3 separate regions of the Arachis hypogaea genome follow, and all the other regions are linked to region 2. Evidence: chromatin contacts called from public Hi-C data. All regions are on one chromosome and are shown on one strand. The core of a region is the stretch at or near the end of the contact, and the rest is flanking DNA. Distances in the headings are between cores, read along the strand shown.

Region 1 (3,211 bases), core at 6-2,505, 66 kb before region 2:
CTTATTTTTCAATGATTCAAGTAAAGCATGAAGAAATGTTCTGTTATTTGGAAGAGGTCCATCTAACCGGTTATATAATATTTTGACAAAAGTTAAACTTGACCTGCTAATAAAATTAGATGAAATTGTGACATAAAAATTGTTGCGAGAGAGATTCAACGACTGCAACTGCTTCAATTCTCCAAGTACTCTTGGTATTGTTCCATTCAACAAATTTTCACTAAGATCAAGAGAATAGAGAGCTCCAAATGACTTGAATTCAGAGGAGATGCTTCCTTCTAGTTTGTTGTTGCTCAAGTTCAATTCCAACAAGTTAGGTAACTGAACAACTTCACCAATGTTCAAATCAAGAATTATCAAAACCAAATCAATCAATTAATAGAATCAGAGCATATCAGAATCAATATTCAAGATCATCAACAATCCTAAAAGTTTAAAACAACAGTTACAGTTGAAAAAAACTTCTAAAGAGAGTAGAGGTTATAGTATCGTTGTGAAAAATTCAACTTGATCGGACTTAGTCAAGGGAGAAGATGAATGTACTTACCTGCTCAATCAATTAAGGAACGGACTAGATCCTTCGAGACCGAGCATAGAGCGGGACAAGGAGCACGACGATGGGGTTGACGCAGTGGAACAAAGGCTGTGCGGCGGGACAGTGGCTGTGCGATGGAGGAACGAGGTGAGACCAGTTGCAGCGGCAAAGTTTGAGAGGAACGAGGAGGAGTGTCGCGTGAGTGAGAGAGTGGCAGAGTGCTTCGTTTGGATTTTGGAAAAGAGGTTCACGTTCGCAGAGTTATGGTTTCCCACAATGAACGAAACGGCACCATTTGGTGAAGATTTTTGAAAACCGGCTGGATTCTGATTTGGTTCAACCGATCGATTCTCGTCCGATTTAATGGTTCAATAGCAATTTTTGAATTTAGCGGTTATGGTTTCTAACCGAACGGTCTTGTTCATCAGTTCACGGTTCGACCGATTTGATTAGCCAGTTCGAACCGATTTTCAGAACCTTAAAAATAACGGACAATTTGTTAGATTTTTTTTTTAGTATTCTTCAATCCGACAGATTAAAAATTAATTTATCGTACAGACTATTTAAAAATTTGTCTGCTAAACCAGCCTAATTTGATTTGTTCCTCCTATATTTCTCTTTTGGTATTAAATATTTAGTCTACCATATTCTGACCTACATTTAAAGGCCCAAACACTAGGCTTTATATATTTGTTAAAACGAAATGGGCTTCAAACGAAGAAGTTGGGTCTTTTACTTGTGGTCTGCCCTATTTCTCAATGCCAACCTATTGCGAGCTAGTAATCTACCATGGTAGCATACATTGGGCCATCGTTACACAGGAAGCGAGGCATCATCATCATCATCATCATCATCATCATCATCATCATCATCATCATCATCATCATCATCATCACTGAATCCGTGTGACTTCATTTACATGGTTGGACTAACTTGTATCCGAGCCATTATAACCTATATCTGACCTAACTTAAAAAAAGTTAAATAATTTTTTTAGGGGTATACTTAGATTGGCCAAAAATTTGATTCGATCTGCACAATTTTCATCGGATCGGATTGGATATGGTATCCACATCTTTTAATGGCAGATCTGTTCCGATCCGATTTGCAAATGTACGGATCAGATCGGATATTTGATATTGAATATATTCGCATAATTAAACCTTCTCTTTTTAATCATATTTTTATGTAAAAAATTCAAAAAAATATTTCTTTCACACTTTTAAACTTATTTATTTCTAAAATAATTTTTAATCAAATTTTTTCTAAATAACAAAAATAAAATAATACAATATATGAACAATAATTATTGACTAAAACATACAAACAAGTAAATATAATACTAAACATACATATATCTATTTATTTTTAACTATTATTGTGCGGATCTGCGAATCCGCGAATTGGATACACGGATGTAGAGTAGATATCCACAATCCGATCCTTAAAGGATGCGGATCAGATCCTATCCGATCCGATCAATATGCGGATCTGATCGTATCCGCAATTTTTAAATCGGATACAGATGTTTTCTGCGAATCTGCGGATACGATCTAATTCATGAACACCCCTAAATTTTTCTACTACTTTAATTATTATCACTAAAGTAGTAACTATCGCAATTCTCAAACATAGGATAACTAACTTCTTACTTTATTAAAAAAATAATCATTTATTATATTAAATTTTTTTTTTCCAAAAATGACTAAGTTTCATTTATCCTTCTATAAATACTCATGTACTCAAATATCTTTTTTAATCTAATTTCATTTAAAATTTATTTAAACTCTTCTTAACTTATAGATATTAAATTTTTTTTACAACGAATAAATCGAAACCACCTCAATCTTAAACATTTAAATTTTACATTCAAACTCAAAATCTAACAATTTTAAATAATACATTAAAATGCTTTTCTATTTTCATTAACTATTTTGAAATAATGGATTAATATGGAAGAAGAATCACTTTCACGACGTACATAAAAAGTAGGTGGTTTTGTCTTTAGCAAAGATAATTTCATTTTAAATATTAAAGAACGTAAATAACCTTATAAAGTTATAATTGGCATTTGGTTTATAGACCATTTATGCAAATTAATCCAGTAAAATGAGGTCTTTTCTTTTTTTGGTGAATTTTTCTTTTCAAGGAAGAAAATATTTAAAAAAAATATATTTTAAATCTTGGTTGCTTTTTTAATTGATGTTTATCTTAATCAAAAATTGGTCTAAACTTTAGTATTTTGTTAGAGTCAAACCCTAAAATTGTTTCTGAAATTGGCGTCATACACTAAAATCGTTCCTGAGAATTGTATCAATTACATCTCTGAGATTGATAAAAGAGCACCATGTTAGTTCTTGACCCATTTTTCATTAACGATATGATGACATGGCTTAATGACATGGGCTGTTAGTAACACGTGTCACTCCGTGGTTTAGCCACGTGTAATGGTATGATGATGTGGTGACCAGTGATACGTAGCATGCTTATGTGGATAGTTGTGTCACGTGTCACAATGCTATTTGGCCACGTGTTCGTTTCTGCCACATATCGCAACAGTATTTGTTTACGTGTCGTCCATTATGTAATCAGTGTAGATGTACCAAATTAGTCCCTCACTTTCCATTAAGTGACTCATTTTAGTCCTTGAAATTGAATGTCGTGCACCAAACGATT
Region 2 (3,429 bases), core at 9-2,508:
TGGGCAATGATCTGAGCTAATTGCTGGTCTGGATGTTAAGGTTGCATTTTGATATATTTCCGACATTCCCAGTTAGTTAAAGCTTTGTCTAATTTTTTTAGTTATGAATCCATTTCTAGGGTTACTGACCCACGTAAATCTCCCCCCTTTTAAATACAAATCCATCAACTTATTGCAATTCACAAATTGTCTGAATTCTTCCATTTGGTTTTCTGGTTTAGGATGGACCCCCCACTTCTCATCTTGATAAAGGATATCATTAAAATCACCAATGAAAATTTGTGGAATCAGGTTGTTGTCTTTATTTGTTGTAAGCTCTGCCCAAAGTTTCTTCCTCTATTAATATTTAGGTTGGCCATAAATAAAATTTCCTATCTATTTATTATTTTTTTATCTTCAACGTTAGCTTTAATAATGTTATCGTTCTACATATAAACATTAATTTTCAGATTAGTATTCCACAAAAGACATAGACCGCCGGACTGTCTCCGGAATTCTATATGAAAAGATCCATCAAAACAAAACTTCCTCTTAATTTTTTCTATATATTCACGCTTAGCTCTAGTTTCTATTAGAAAGACTATGGCGGGCTTGAATTGTTTACATAGATTATGGAGCTTTGAAACTATTGCTAGGGCCGCCATCCCACGACAGATCCAATTTAGACAACTTATGGTTGCGGGTGGGACATGATATGGCCTGCCTACTCAGCCTTAAATTGTCTGTTGTCAGCCCCAATCATGTACCTTATCCCAATTCTCTCCACTGCCATGCTTGGATTTTCCAATATTTTGCTCCTTTTCATTGCTTGGTTATAGAATTCAATATCCACCATTGCTAACATATTAACCTCATCACTACTATTCTCATCCCCTCCCTCTTTCTTTTCAATCTCATAATGTGGTTTATCTGTTGAATAAGTTCAATTTCTTGATATGCAGGTACTCTACTCTCAGCCTGCTTTTCCTTTTCAATTTCTTCGTCATTGGGAATTTTCATAAAATACAGTTCTCCCAAATTAGTCATCTGCATGAACCTTTCTCTTACACTATACTTCAATCTTAGACTTTTTCAATGGCTATTGTTCCTTTTTCTTGACTGTGCTCCTTCCATCCTTCCAGTAAAGCTTTTTTGCTAGCCTTCTTTTTGTCCAATCCTTGATTAAGAAGTCTTTGTTTGTATTTCGCACCCTTTGGCTTGCTACTTGAAGCCTTCTCTATGGTCATTCTTTTGGGTTCTTGTGTAAAAGTGGGCCTACTTTTCTCACTATTGACTTCTTCATCCTCCAACCTTGGGCCTTTGTGGCCTTAGCCCATTTTGATATTGGCTTCTAGGTTTATAACCTTCAGATTCATGCCCCTTACTATCCTATCCACCTCTAGATCCTTCTCTTCAGAATTAGCAGCTTCTAGATTCTTATTTTCTGGGATTTTGTCACCTTTCTCCCTTGATCCTTCTGCCATTTCTATAGCTACTTCTCTCACTGTTGCATGTTTTCTTCCTTTTACCTGCTGGTACAACCCTATGTGAGTACCTACTCTACTTCCTATTAGGTCCGTTTGCTCCCCCAACTCGCTGCTCATGGATTGGTTTTCACGCGCCACTTTTTTCTCTGCCATATTCATCATCATCTCTTCCCCCACTAAAACTAATTGGTTTTGCTTGAATAACACCCATGCCTGGCAAGTGTTTGGGCGCCTTTAGGTTCCATATGGCCATTGCCCTTTCCTCTTTGCACTCCTTCCTTCTATGGCTAATTCTCCCACAGTTGAGATAATAGCATTCTAATAATCTCTCATACTTGAAATGGATCCAAACCTGTGGCAATTCTTCTCTATCAAGCCAAAATCTAGTAGGCAATAGTTTGATTACATTAACTGCCACTGTCATCCTCAAAAAGGATCTAACTATGACATTATTCACTTTTGCATCTTCCACCTCAATAAGATTCTCCATTTCATTTCTAATCAATTTAGCTACATCTCTATTTAGATGCTCCAAAGAAACTCCATGAGCTTGAACCCAAAACTCCATATGATCATGTTTCACTTCATGAATGGTTTTTGAATTACTCCACAGCTTTAGGTTCAAAAGGAAACCTTTAATGCACCATGGTCCACCTCTGAGCACTTGCAATCCTCTTCTTTTGTCTTTAAAGCTGAACAGCATTCTATTTATGTCTACTTCATCAACAGCTACTCCTTCCGGGTTATCCCACATTCCCATTATGACTTGTTTGCATGTCTTGAAGTTCATTTCCTTCTCTGTCATTATCTTCCCTACTAGAATGAGACAGTTCTTCCTATATTCCTTCTTTTTCTTGCTACTAATAGTTAAAACACATCATTCGATTGAATTTGAATTGATATGATATGCATGGTTTTTTTCCCTCCTTCTCCATGTTCAAGTGCTTTCTCAACTGGAACTTAGTTTTACTTATTTTATAATGTTGGTTGTAGTTGTAGGTTGTGATGGTGTGGATGGTATGTATACAAAATTTAGCTGAATGTAGGTGGTAAATCTCAGAGAAGAGATAACTTCCCTGAGTTTCAAAGAACCAAATTTTCTATCAACTCTCCTAGCGAGAGATTTTGATCTCCATATTGAGAGTCATTTATTCTGCTTTTTTGAATTGTATGTTGATTGTTTTTTTTTTTTTGGACATTGGCCATTAAGGCCCAAGCTACCCAAACCAAATCTCAGCCCAACCTAATTTCCTAATTCATTCAATTTTGAATCTTTCTATCCTTTCCTTGCTTTGTGCTCTAATTTACCATCGCAGGTATACTCTTTCCTTCAAACAATTAGAATGTTGAAGCCATTGGAATGTTGTTGTTCTCTCCCGCAACCATATTGATATGAATTGTGACTGGTACTTTTGCTTGGGTCTCCTCTGCTGCCTGCACTCCGAATGAAGCTTCGACGCCGAGGGTTCACAAACATGGAAGCTTCCTCTTCCTCTCTGAATTTGCAATTTTGATGATACAGTGCTTTCCGGTTTGCAGCCTATTTGCTCCGATACTCATTTCCTGTACCAAGTCCGCTCCCTTTAAAATAAGGTTTGTTATATTAATTTGATTGCATGTCTTGTTTCATTACAAATTGTTGTTGTCACTGAAAATTCACTTCCATCGTTTCTTCATCTCCAATTTCTTTAAATAAGATCGTGGAAGCCTTGTGCTTTCTCAAGTCGAATTTACTCCTATTGGTTCTCCTTAAATCCCAGATCTTGATATTGACTTTGTTTTATGTTGAGTTTTCTGAATTTTCTGAACAGCATGTAGTAATTACTGTTGTTCTCAGTTGTTGAACTTTCTGAATTATTATGTTCCTAACTTTTTTATTGATTTTCCTTTTCCAAGAGTTGTTGTCAGCGTTGAGCCTCCATGTTGATAATACGCCGCATCTCCAGTGGTGGTTGTATACTCC
Region 3 (3,039 bases), core at 344-2,843, 95 kb before region 2:
TAATTTTAACGTTTCCTTCATCATCTCTTGTTATACAAAAGGATATTGAAATTTTAATGAATCTATAAGACTGAATAAAATAAGATAAGACACTAAAAATAAAATATAAAAAATAAAAATACATAATTTAGTATTTTATATTTTATTTTGTGATACACAGAATATAAAATAGAATAATTAATAAAGTTTAATTTATTTTTATTTTTTTTCACACAAAATTTTAAAAAATATAATTATAAAAATTTAATAATGATAATAAAAAAAATAAATTGTGTCTTTACCTAATAATTCAATATCTATTTTGTTATGAAGAACATATAAAATATACTAATTTAATATTTTAAAATATAATATTTTTATTCATATCTTATCTATTAAACATGATTTTATATTTTTATATTTATATTTCAGTGTTCTATTCTAATAAACAAACACAAGCTAATATATTGTTTGATAGGGATTATTTGAGTGAAGTCTTTGTAAGGGAGCGGGAAGGAGATTTTCACAAGGTCACAATCCTTAAATTGATCAGTAAAATTACTTGTAATCTTGTAAGAGATTTCGATATTTAAATTAATGATAGTCTAAAAAAAATAAAAATTAAGATTAAATAATATATTTCAAATATGTGTTAAGTCTTTTATTTATAATGTTTGAAAGTGAATTTGTTGAATAATACTCATAAGGAATTTTATGCAAATACGATCCGAATTGTATTTTACGCGTTTCATAAGGCACTAGATTTTAAAATAGAAGATTAATGACTATATATGTTAGAAAGATTGGCTTGAACAAACATAATATTTGATGTTGTTGCTATCAAAATTAATGATGATTTATTGATTTTGGTTAGAAGTTATAAAAGAGATGAGTAAAATATATTTCGAATTAAAGTTGAAGCTTAACAAGTGTGGGTGAATGAAAAGAAAATGAACAAAGAAAATATTTTAAAATAATTATAAAAAATTAACTCCTTATATTTTCTCTTTATTAGTATGGTTGAATTTTCTATTAATATGAATATGTAAAAATAAATTATTAAAATAGTATTCAAAAATTCATAATGCTGATAAAAATAATTCTAAAAGATGTTAATGACAAATAAGTATCTAAAAATTTAAAAAATACGATAAAAAAAATTAAATATTAAATATATATTCTAAAAAAATTTTAAAAATCATATTTTAACACATTTTTTTACAAATGTCATTAGAAAAATGAGATATTATCATCCTCAAAATTTAATACTTTTATATTAAATAATTTTTTAAAAAATTATTGTGAATGATCAATTTTTTTGGAAAAAAAAAAGAAAAATCTAGAGATAAGTTTTTGCTTTGAATTTTTTTGTGTGCATCTTTTAAATATTTATTCAAATATTGTCACAAAAATTCGAATCAAATAGATAAATTATTTGTTAAATACAAAAAAATTTTAATTACTTATAAAAAATACAACATTTATTGATTATTTTTGTGACATCTCAAATTATTCATAGACTATTTTGTCTTTAAGAATATTTTTGTCAGTTCTAAATCCTCCCGAGTATCAAATTGGTAGTACCTAATCATCAGAATCTTCATTTCTATAAATAGTAGCTTATCCGGCTCCTATCTAGCAACCAACACCATTTATTATATTTTATAGTCCTTTCCACAATAATCTTCTAAGCTGAAGAGAAAAAAGAAAAAAAAAAAAAAGAAGATGAGTGACTCCAATCATCATAGTACCACTGAAGCAAATACTGCTAGCTCTGACCAATTTGTGAAAGGTTATTATATATTGAACTACTTCAACATCATCATTTTCAAGTGTTATTGTGTTTATTATTCCATCTTTCACTTAGCTTCTTCTGTCTTGTTTTTTCCTGTACATATATATATATGGTTATGGATAACAGGATCTCTCTTTATTACATATTATATATCTCTGTTTTATATGTATGAATGTTTAAATCATGTCAGAGATGAGACAAGAGGAGGAGCCTACTATGTTGGAATTCTCCGAAGATGAGGAAGATCTTGTTGCCAGGATGTTTAGATTAGTTGGGAAGAGGTTTGTCTGATCTTCATCAAATTTGTGTTTAGAGAGAAAAACATAGTCAAACAGAAAATTGAAACGTTCAAGAAGACTGAACATATTTTCTGTGATTTTAATGTTAAACCAAACATTTCCTAAATAAAAGTTAAATTCTTCAAAAAAAAAAAAAAAGGAAAAAAGAGAGAGCATATATTTATGCTAAACAAATCTTAGCTTAAGTAGCGTTACCTCCTTTAATCTATATATCTTGAGGAATGGAAATCTTTTTAGTTTTTTCAGTCAAGATTTTAATTACACATTGTTTCATCTCTTCTTCTTTTTTTTTTCGATCTCTCTTCTTAGCTTTCTCTTAAATTCCTCAGAATATTAGTTTTAAGAAAAAAGTTTACTTAAGCACTGTCCCATATAAGATTATTATTTAAGCTTTCTAAAGCATGTGATATATACAATAATTTTGTTTTTAGAACTTTTATTTTCTTTCATTGTTTATTTTGGCTGTGGCAGGTGGTCTCTTATCGCTGGGAGAATCCCTGGAAGAACAGCACAAGAGATTGAAAAGTATTGGAGTTCAAAGTGCGCATTTCCCAGTGACCAATGCTCTTCCTCTGCATAATACCACCCATTAATATCTTCCTTCAACAAACCCCAATCATATGGCCTTCTTGTGCTTTTGTTTTGGTCTGATTCACTGCTGTAATAAATTCAACTGCTTACTGAATTTTTCTGAGGAAATTCTTATTTACCAAATGGTCTAAATTTCTATTATTATTATTATTATTAAATGGTCTAACTTTCTAAAATTTTGCACATTATTTTACCTCATATATAAAAGATGAAAATAAAAACGTCTAAATATATATATAGTTAAAGAGTAAAAGTAGAATACAAAATTTTATGAATAGTTCTTTTCTGTAACTGATCCGGCGTTATAAATCCGACGTAATAACTCCATATTATGAGTCATAATTCAGCAAACTTATGTTATAGCTCGACGTTACA

Evidence for each region. Hi-C and Micro-C count contacts between places; a contact is called where the count stands out from the background.
Region 1: a contact with region 2 is called in a Hi-C map of an unstated tissue, with 5 times the contacts expected there. The contact joins two enhancer-like sites. A contact is called at or near these places in 4 of 8 Hi-C or Micro-C datasets (leaf and an unstated tissue).
Region 3: a contact with region 2 is called in a Hi-C map of leaf, with 3 times the contacts expected there. The contact joins the promoter of LOC112795914 here to the enhancer-like site in region 2. A contact is called at or near these places in 2 of 8 Hi-C or Micro-C datasets (both in leaf).

The regions. Positions count from the first base shown.
Region 1 is chr4:4,811,700-4,814,910 of arahy.Tifrunner.gnm2.J5K5, reverse strand. No RefSeq gene overlaps it. Among protein-coding and RNA genes, the nearest start is that of LOC112795913, 13 kb to the left of the region's middle. Within about 2 kb of position 1,255, at least 3 of the 3 cell types and tissues checked have open chromatin away from gene starts, as enhancers often do.
Region 2 is chr4:4,745,325-4,748,753 of arahy.Tifrunner.gnm2.J5K5, reverse strand. It overlaps LOC140184381 (a long non-coding RNA gene), which reads left to right. Exons shown (of 3, transcript XR_011880875.1): 2 at 2,783-3,059; 3 at 3,363-3,429. Among protein-coding and RNA genes, the nearest start is that of LOC140184381, 4.7 kb to the left of the region's middle. Within about 2 kb of position 1,258, at least 2 of the 3 cell types and tissues checked have open chromatin away from gene starts, as enhancers often do.
Region 3 is chr4:4,841,200-4,844,238 of arahy.Tifrunner.gnm2.J5K5, reverse strand. LOC112795914 (MYB-like transcription factor ETC1) reads left to right here and starts at 1,593. Exons shown (of 3, transcript XM_025838124.3): 1 at 1,593-1,771; 2 at 1,965-2,055; 3 at 2,545-2,787. The coding sequence starts at 1,705. The coding sequence ends at 2,653.